Linked DNA regions of Rattus norvegicus: region 1 is linked to region 2. The links are chromatin contacts, called in public Hi-C maps. All regions are on one chromosome and are shown on one strand. The core of a region is the stretch at or near the end of the contact, and the rest is flanking DNA. Distances in the headings are between cores, read along the strand shown. Region 1 overlaps Bach2 (BTB domain and CNC homolog 2). Region 2 overlaps Bach2 (BTB domain and CNC homolog 2).

The links. Hi-C and Micro-C count contacts between places; a contact is called where the count stands out from the background.
Region 1: a Hi-C map of hepatocytes shows a contact between it and region 2, with 1.7 times the contacts expected there. The contact joins two enhancer-like sites. A contact is called at or near these places in 4 of 12 Hi-C or Micro-C datasets (hepatocytes, kidney, liver and 1 more).

What each region holds. Positions count from the first base shown.
Region 1 is chr5:51,760,263-51,765,297 of GRCr8, forward strand. The region is part of intron 4 of Bach2 (BTB domain and CNC homolog 2); the gene reads left to right. Among named protein-coding and RNA genes, the nearest start is that of Gja10, 35 kb to the right of the region's middle. Within about 2 kb of position 3,614, at least 5 of the 93 cell types and tissues checked have an H3K27ac peak or open chromatin away from gene starts, as enhancers often do. A contact at or near this core is called in hepatocytes, where this site is marked.
Region 2 is chr5:51,630,323-51,635,386 of GRCr8, forward strand. All of the region lies in intron 2 of Bach2 (BTB domain and CNC homolog 2), which reads left to right. Among named protein-coding and RNA genes, the nearest start is that of Bach2, 120 kb to the left of the region's middle. Within about 2 kb of position 2,934, at least 13 of the 93 cell types and tissues checked have an H3K27ac peak or open chromatin away from gene starts, as enhancers often do. A contact at or near this core is called in hepatocytes, where this site is marked.

The sequences.
Region 1 (5,035 bases), core at 2,364-4,863, 130 kb after region 2:
GTGTGTGTGTGTGTGTGTTCCTGCTCCCCCAACCTCACCCCATTCCCCCGTAAGGGGATTCATTTTCCCAGAACCACCCACACCTTCAGCATAATGGCCCCTCTAGGAGTGAGTGACTTGCTTCAGGAGTTACTTGGCCTAGGTAGACGGTCTGTCCCAAAAGTACACTGAATTCCCATATGTTTTAACTTGTTTTCTTGAACTGATCTGTTTAAAAAAAATACACATCTATCTGGGATTTTGCCCGTAGTGCTCTTAGGTGGGGTTTAGGTGTTTTCTTCCAAGTAAACCAGGAGAGACAGACAGCTCAGGGACCCTCTCTGAAGCAGCTGTCGGCAAAGTGATGCAGCTTCCCTGCAGCTTCTGTAAGAAGCCAAAACGTTGGACCAGAAGAAAAGTGTTAGCATATCTTACCTTCTGTAAAATCTATCACCGTGTTAAATGACTCTCCTAGTTCATAAAACAAAGACCCACCCCATTCTTTTTACCCTTCCCCAGCCTTGAAAAAGCTTAAACTATTGGAGAGTTGGTTCAGCAGTTACAAGCACTGACTGCTGTTTCAGAGGACCCAAGGCCAATTCTCAGCGCCCACGTTAATTGGTGGCTCACAGTCTTCTGTAACTCTGGCCTCTGTGAAACACTGTATGGTACACAGGCCAGACATGCAAGTAGGCAAAACAGCTATACACACACACACACACACACACACACACACACACACACACACACACACACTAAATAAATAACAAATCTTTAAATGAAATATTTCCATACCATAAAGTTTACCCTATTAGAATGAAAATTCCAGTGTGTCTAATGTTTTCACAGTGTAATGCGACTGTCTTCAGTTTTTGACTCTAGCATGTTTTCTTTGTCCCAGCAGTAGAACTGTCCCCAGGAGCAGGTCCTCCTCATGGCTTCTTTCTCTCCACACCAGGCAACCACTAACTACATGCTACATGCTGTGTGTATGTAGTATTTGGGTTTTGTTTTTCAAATAGGAAATCATTTTCAAGATATATCCCTTCCATAGGTACACATGCCCATCACATTACCTCCACATTTCCGATGGCTAATATATTTTGTTAAGCCCTGCCACATTTTATTGATCCCTCATTGCCCAAAGGAGTTTGGTGGGTCCTACTTTCTGGATATTTCTGAAGAATGGTGGCATGAGCATTTGCATGCAAGGGTTTTGAGGAGGCTTCCAGTTCATTCACTAGGTGCCTCTGAGTGGGATTGCTGTAGCACATGGTGACTCTGCATGTGGCCTTTGAGGGACTCTTCCGCCATTTCCCAGGGCAGCCATACCAGTTTCGAATTCCCTCCATTAGACGTTTTTTCTTCACTGCTAATACTGGCTCTTCTCCGTGTGTCTGTCTAATGGATATGACATGCCATCTCCTTATGTTTACAAGTTTGCTTTCGGATTTTGAAAATTGAACAAGGACTGGGGAAGATGGCCCAGCGGTTAAAAGCACTGACTGCTCTTCCAGAGGTCCTGGGTTCAATTCCCAGCAACCACATGGTGGCTCACAACCATCTGTAATGGGATCCGATGCCCTCTTCTGGTGTGTCTGAGGACAGCTACTGTGTAGTCATATATATATATATACATATACATATACATATATATTATATATATAAACAATATATATGTATATATATTGTTTTTTAAAAAAATTGAACAAAAGTCACAATCATTTTCCAAGTGGTGCGTGCCTGAGTAAGTTCCCAAAGTGTTCTGCTGTGGGTTTGATAAAGAAACACTAGGAAGATGGTGTGTTTCCCTATCCAAAGGTACTGACTAGTTGGACTTGCTTTATTGGCATGCAAGTTATTTGGAAAGGAATAAAGATATATGAAAGTGCCCAGGTACAGTGGCAGATAACTATAATAAGGACCTGTGCTAAACAAAACAAAATGTAGGGGATGGGAGGGGAGAGCAACCAGTGAAATAGTACGGAGAAGCCATGAGTAATTCTTCTCACCAGAGTGCTGACTTGGATAAGCTGTGGATGCCATTTTTCTTTTCTTTTTTATATTTTTTTAAATCATTGTTCTATTATTCTCTGGCGATTTCATACACAAATATAATATACTTCAGTATTTTTTTAGAGGCAGGGGAGTCTCTTTCCATAGTCCTGGCTATTCTGTAACAGAATCTATAGACCAGGCTAGTCTCTAACTCACAGAAACCTGCCTGTACCTTCCAAGTGCTGGGATTGGAGGTGTGTACCACCGTACCATAAACATTGATCATTTTCAACCCCAATTATCACCTCTCATCCCCCTCCCCCCTCCCACCGAACCCCTTTTTCTTCCCAACTGACTTGATAGCTTTCCATGCAAGATTCTTAAAATTATGTCTATGGTTCAGTGACTGGAGAATGTTTTCACAAGCGTCTGCACTTGGTCTGCTTAATAGAAAGATGTCTTTGAATGGCAGCATAGGAGTCAACTGTATTCGTGAGTAAAACAATGTTTCCATGCTGTCTAGAACATGCTCAGTGTTTGAATTTCCTAGTGCTTTATGCCTGGAAGAGGAAGTCACATGACAAGGAAAGACACACCTCCCCTCGCCACCAGGCGATCCCTGATTTTATTCTTCCTAGCAAACCCAGAAGCCCAGTGGATCAAGTATCATCTCTGACTCACAGAACCTCAAGCGGTCTTGGACAGAGAGAATGGATTCTCTGAGACCACAGAGCTAATTCCTTGTGGCCTGAGAAGTGAATCCCAGGATACCTGGGATTCACAAGCAGAAAGACGGTGGTGCAGAAACATCTCTTGGTCTTGGAGAGCCAGACCATTGCCATGGTCTCCAAGGGGCACACTCAGCCTGGTGCTGTATGCCTGTGGCTCCAGCTCCTGTCTGATAAATACAGAAGCAGGAACGGTTTCACAGTCCACTCTTCTGGGACTCATAGAGAAAACAGATTCTTGGTTTTGGCTTTTGCTTCCAAATCTACTTCTCCACCCTCCTTCTTCAGTAGCAGTAGTCTCTGCCTAGCAAACCAGAGGCAATGGGCAAGCGAAATGTGTGTTTAAAAGCTTGGTGGGACGAGATGGGCAGGGTGTCCCTGACATCGTTCCATAAAAGCCGTGCAGAGCAAGCGTTGTGGAGAAACGCACCAAGGCGGTACAAGCATTAGGAGTGGTAGCTGTTCCTCTCGTGTCTCATATTTGAATTCTTTATAGGAAATTGGGGTTTCAGTTGTATTTTACTGGGAATGGGGAGAGTGGCTTAGGCTACAGGATGTAGGCAGGCGTTACCAAGCAGTTGTCCGTCTGAGGAGAAGGATGCACTGTATCCCAGGCCTCCCTGCAGCCTGCCCAGCCTCTCTGGTCCAGGCTTTCTCTCTTATCTCTCTGTAGATGTGCTGAGAAAGCTGATTTTAGCTTTCCATGCACCATTCAGAAGGTCCTCTGCTCTTTGCCATCTCTAGGTCAAAAGGTCCCTGGTTACTCTGCAGGAATCTATTTCGCACACTGCTAAAGAGCTGGGACTCCCACAAAGCCTGACCTTCCTCTGGGCACTGCTGGTGAGCAGCGTAGGTCTCATACTGAGAAAATGACCTCTAATCCTGCACTTCCTGTGGGTTCCAGAGGCAGGGGAAGAGTCAACACTTTGGCAAGACTGGGACGACCAACAGGAACATATTGTGCAAACCACAGCAGTGGCCTGTAGTGCCCTCTTTCACATTTGGCCTGCTGACTCAGTGGCTATTCCTCAGAGCCTTAACGGAGAGCGAGAGCAGTTCACAACTAAAGGGATTCGTCACCTATGAACCTTGCAGGTGCAACAGCTGTGCAGCCTCCCTGCCCAGAGAGCCCACTGGATATAACTGCGGGCCACTCAGACAGGTGGCGGTGACCGTTGGAGTTGGCAGAATGTCTCGTTGTGTCATATTGTGTATTCTGTGCAGTCTCCAGGGACCCGGAGAGTAGACACCTCGTATGAGAAGTACAGTTCGGAAGGATATGTTATGCAGGAGCATTGACTAAAACACAATTGTGTAAGTTGTGCTAATCTTCCTTGAGGAAAGAGCAGAGGCATGAGCCTTCTGGGAAATGTTCAGCCTTCCAAGGCCCTGTCACGTTACCTGGTTTCCAGCCCTGTGCGGGAAATATTTGTGCACACAAAAGCTTGTGAGAATATTCCTCTGCAAAGGCCTGGGGCTGCTCCTCCTCTTCAGGAATGCCCATTGGCTTGGAAAGAGCAAAGGATTATGGTTAAGTGTCTGTGCTCCCACCTGCTGGTCCATGTAAATCCTTCCTTACTGTATGGCTAGCAGATCTAAAAACCAAAACCCACCCCCCAGGAGTGAGGGTTCCCTTCCCCCTGATAGAAAAGAAGGTGTATGGTTGACTATTTTCTCCTCCACTGACCCTCTTCCAGAGACACAGCTGGATGGCGGCAGCCCTGATGAAATTTCATATGGCCTTTGCTTTTGCTCCAAGGACTTTGACACTGCCGTTGTTGATTTTCCCTTTCTTCCCCTGCCAACCTCCCATCCTATCTACCTGGTCTGTGTTTGCTGTCTAGGTGGCTTTAAATACAGTAGTGCTTAGGGCGGAAGCCCTTTAGACTCTCCCTGTATCTGGGCCGTCGCATGTTTTCTTTCCGAGAGAAAGCAAATAACCGTCTGGAGCTAAAGTAGGATGGCTCTACTGTCAGCGGAAAGAGAAATCCCCCAGGGCCCCAGGAGTGCACAGCTTTTGTGATGCCCAAACACTGTGCCTCTGACTGATGCCCTCCGTGCGGCTGAGTCACCATGTAGGATCTGAGCGCCTGTGACCCACAGCTTATAGAAGGGAAATGAGCAGCCCTCCACATAATCAGAGGCCTAGTAGAGATGCAGCCCCACAGGCAGAAGCCTTCCCAAGAGCCTGAAAAGGAGCCATTTGTCCTGGCGGCTCCTCTTTAACGCTCAGAGCAGACCTGACCCCACAGTGGGGTAATGCGTTCCCCTCTAGTTTCCTGGTCTTGGGTCAGAGTTTTGCAGGTGTCATGGCAACACACGCACCACCT
Region 2 (5,064 bases), core at 1,684-4,183:
ATCAGCAGGGAAATTGTATGTGTGTGTGTCTTGGTGTTTACCACAAAGTGACTCCATGGCTTTTTTTTCCTGGCTTCTTGGTGACAACCCAGAGGCTCTTGTGAGCTGAACCCTGGTGAAAGAGCTTTGACAGCATCTAAAATGCTTTTAGCTTCTCTCCATTCTGAAGAGCCTCCTTTGTTCCCACTGCCCTACCCAGGTCTGACTGTTCTCTCTTCTTTCTCTTGCATTAAAATTGGAAAGGGAGCAGGGGGAGCTCCTAAGGAGGAATAGGTCTGTGGAGGATTGTACTCATTCAGAACCTATTCTTGGCTCCCAGAAATATAATGAAGCTGGGCTTTGCGTCCTGCTGAAGCTCCCATTAACGATCCCACTACCTGCCACCTGATTCTGTTTTCCCCAAGGACACCTGGTGTTTCCTCCCTAATATTCTGAATGGACTGGCTTCTGAGTCAGGCACATCTTGCAAGGCAATGAGTCCCGTCGAAGTCCTGGTTCACCAGCGACTCCTCAGCTGTCCTCTGAGGGCTGCATTAGCGGCACCTTCTGTAGACCAGGATTCATCATCAGATGTCAACCTACTCACACCAGCACCTTACTCATATTGCCACGCCAGTGTTCGTGCTGTGACACCTGCTGCCTTGCATGGCTGTGTTCCTGGGTCCCCACTGCTGCAGATGAGAGAGGAAAACATGCAAAGGACAGAGTCCCTCCACCAGAGATCCCACAGGCATGTAACAGTGGACAGTGAAGACATTGTTCAGATATGACTTAAGGACGCAAGCATTTAAACAATGAGCCCTCTTGTGAGATGTGGGGAACTATGCACTGCAAACATTGGGAAGTTCTCTGTCTCGGGGAAGGCAGTTTCTGCCTGGGTTCCAATGCCTGTTACCTTCTCAACAGCCCTTTAGGAGAGGAAAGTTGCTTGTCTCACTATGGCATTCAGACAATTTCTGTTCTAAGGAACACTAAAGTGCATTCCTTTATATAAGTGCAAACTATAATTTATAGAAATCACAGTGCTCCGTTGAATCGTGTCTCCCCGCCCCTCCTTACCTGAAGTAGAAACTCCATCTGTTTGGTAAAAGAAAGCCTTCTTTCTTTGATTTTTTTTTACACTCTGTGTGTGTGTGTGTGTGTGTGTGTGTGTGTGTGCATGCTGTGCACACACATGCACATGTCACTGAACACATGCAGAGAGGTCAGAAGACAACTTGCAGGAGTCAGTTCTGTCCTTCTCCCATGTAGGACGTGGGGCTTGAACTCGGATGTTAGGACTGACAGCAGGTCCCTTTTGAGCATCTCACCCACCCCTCTCCTTTCTTTGAATAATATTTATTTCTTCCAAATGAATAAAGGGGTACTTTAAGTTGCTTAGATTCGTAATGAGGCTTTAGGGCTTGATGATAATTCTCTGAACACTGTGGCATTGCTGGAGGATGGGGAAGGAGAAGTCCTGCTTTGAACACATTTTAGTGTTGAACCTGTTTTTATGTATGCATTGAGCCTTTAAGGGAGGCCTGGTGTATAGACCTACACCCTTGTTAACTCAGGCCAGTGTCTCTGGCAGAACCCCAGAATTGTCTCAGTTTTGATATGGAATATGTGACGAGGGTGGGGCGCATACGTTGACTGGCCAGAGGTGCTCTGTCACAGTATTAAACATACGATTAAACTATTCTGGCTGCCAGTTTAACATGTTTGTGGATCCCTGTATTCAGCACCCATTGCAGACTCCTCCTGACTGAAGAAATGTTTCGACTCCATCTCTGTTGACAGGAAGGATGCCTCCTGATAATTGCTTTGCTTAAGTGTCTGATAACATGCCAGGAGTGAGCGCATTCTGTGTTAGGTCATCTTTAATTATGCATGTACCACCTGTCAGCTCTAAATCGGGATCAGATCAGATCCTTGCAGAGTCACTTCTGGGAGGGTCGGAGAGAAGCCAAGGTGATCTCTTTGAGAAGCAACAAAAACAGTCGTAGGCATCTCTCATCACCTGCAGCTCCCTGAGAGAGCCTCCGGGGCATGGCTCCTGAGGAGGCACCAGCCTCCGACTGGTGCTTCTGAGAAAATCCGAAATCTCACCCAAGCAAGATAAATTACCTCGGAGACAAATGACAGAGAGTATGGAAGTGCCCCTCCCTCCCTCCCGTCCGCCATCTGCGGCATTTCCTTTTTACTCCTTCTCATCCTTGTAAATGAGCCAGGGAAAAGCTCAGACACATTTTTATAAGCTACGTGAGGACAGGAAATATGATAATGATGTCAGATCTCATACATTTGGGGGATTTTTTTTTTTCAGTAGTTGGTTGGCTTTTTTTAGAAGGACAAATGTGGGCTGGAAGAAATGCTTGCTACCCTCTGTCAGCTTTTAGTAGTTTTAGTCTCACTTTTCAGGGTTGTTTGGGACTTTCTGGTGGGATGTTTAGGGTTCTTTACCGAAAGTTCTGTTCTCTCTTCGAAAGGAAGGGCTGCTAAGAGGTGTTTTTCTTTGTTCACCTGTCAGAGGCTTAAAGGCAGAGCGAGCACATGTTTGCTCTCTCATATAATAGGTGGGCTCGGCTGAATGCAGAGTGACAGGCAGAGAACAAGCAGGCGCAAGGAAGTGACAATGTGCTTCATCCCGTGGCGCAGCTCTCAGAAATGCAAAGGGAAGGCTCCAAGCTTGTCCTCTCTCCAGACTGGGGGGAAAAAAAGAAAAAAGAAAGAAAAAAACCACTCCTGAGATGACTTTGCCTTTGACCCACTTTTCAAAAATCCCGAAATGCCTCCTTGTCAGACACAGCTGAATAGAGAGGCTCAGGGAAGTCTACCAGGTCAGCCAATGAGGGATAGCATTGACCTCTGACCCCGCAGGTCATGACCCTGAGTACCTTTTCACCACCATTCAATGCCTGAGGTGACGTTTGCTTTTCTCCCGATCAGAAGGTCCGCTGAAGTGGGCGTGCGTCCAGGTAGCACAGAGTGGGTCTGAAACCCGCTGTCAAGTCCAGTGTTTGCCATTTCGTGTTCGATTGAGCAAATAAAGGTCACACGGGACTGTCAGCTCCACTCATACGTCTTTCAAACGTGACGACTGCCGCGTGCCCGTCCCCGACAGAAGAAGATTGGAAAGTTAAGTCCGGGAGAACTGAGGGAAGGAACCAACAAGCAAAATTGGTGCCACCATATTTTCTCATCCCGGCTCCCTTGTCCTTGCCAAACCCTTTCCATCTGCCTGGGAAAATCGTGCGCTCTCTCCACCTGCCTGACTCCTGTTTTGCATGTTATCTTCTCGGAGAAGCATCTTTAAATTCATTCTTTTATAATCTTACACATGTATATAATGTGCTTTGATCAAAGCCCCCCTGCCCCCTCGTTATCCTCTCTTACTGCCTCTTCCCATCACCAAATCCCTTCTCCTCCTCAGGTCCCCCCCTACCTTCCATGCTTCCGTGTGTGTGTGTGTGTGTGTGTGTGTGTGTGTGTGTGTGTGTGTAAGACACACTGCATTGGATTAGAGGTGAACACGGGTGAGATCATTTGCTTGCACAAGAGCAGTGCGCTAGTGCGTATCCACGGAGGAATATGGTTGTCATCTCCATGTGACCTTGAACGTATTACATCTCCTGTGAGAGGGGCGAGGCCTTACGAGCCTCCCTCCTGTCCATGAGGGAGGACTGGCAGGCTCATCTTTATGAGGGTAGCCATGCTGCTTTTTGTTACTGGTGCCACGGCCATGTCCCACCCCCTAGACTACACACCCTCCAACTCTTACTATCTTCCTGCTTCCTCTTCCTTGGAGTTCTCTGAGTTTCAGAGGGATTGATATAGAAGTCCCATTTAGGGCTGAACATTCAACAATCACTCATTCTCAGCCCACTGACCAGTGATGGGTCCCTGCGTTAACTGTCACCCATCGCAGACAGAAGCTTCTCTGACCAAGGCTTAGAGTCGTGCTGATCTGTGGGTGTTAGCATGAATATTGGGAGTGCAGTTTGACGCTGTGCCCAATTAGCAAAACAAACAGTAGTAAGTTCCCCTGCTGGGTCTATGACCAACATAACCATGGAGTTTGCCCAGGTTCGTAAACTAAGTGTGAATTCCTCCTACAGGGGGGGCGCTCAAATTCAGTCGGAAAGTAGCTAGCTCTCCCCATAACAGTTTCACCATTATTGCAACAGTGGCACAATAATGTCACTTGCCTAGGAGGCTGGTGACATGGTTCACAGGTTCACAGCTGGGTAAGCACTGATGACTTTCCTTCTCTAGCAGCACTGTGCTTGCCAGCACGGAGGAAGCTTCCAGTCCAGTTCCAGCTTGACCTCTCTCTCTCCAGCTTGATCTCTCTCTCTCTCTCTCTCTCTCTCTCTCTCTCTCTCTCTCTCCCTCCCTCCCTCCCTCCCTCCCTCCCTCCCTCCCTCCCTCCCTCTCCCTCCCTCCCTCCCTCCCTCCCTCCCTCCCTCCCTCTCTCTCTCTCTCTCTCTCTCTCCCTCCCTCCCTCCCTCCCTCCCTCCCTCCCTCCCTCTCTCTCTCTCTCTCTCTCTCTCTCTCTCTCTCTCGTTTTTTCGATCAAAATGTGCGGTGTCCTCCACAGTAGGGTGGCATCATCTGATTCTGGTGGCCTCCCAAGAGGAATGTCGAGAGCCTGTGTTCACAGTCTTGGGGGCCTCTGGGTTATCTCTGATCAACAACTTGTAAGAAAGTACCCCATATCTCCCACTGGGATTTTGTTTAATAGCCAATGTCTTAATTGACATATTCTTTTTCTCCCTTCTGGGAAAGAAGCCACCCTTCACCAAGTGCCCGGCTGAGTGTTGGCCATGGTATTATACAAAGTATCCTTTATGTAGCTTTCTGGGGGAAGTAGTATCTTAATTGTGACCAGGAAGCTCCAGAGACCAAGCAGTTATGTGTGTGTCCACAGCACTCAGGTTACATTATTATGTACATTATAAGGATATTATGGCCATACTTTAAAGAGGGGCATACACACATGTGAGCACTGCATGCAGTGCACAATGGAGGGAGGGTGGACTGTTAGCCTGGGGAAGAGAGGAAGGACAGAGGCTGTGTTTA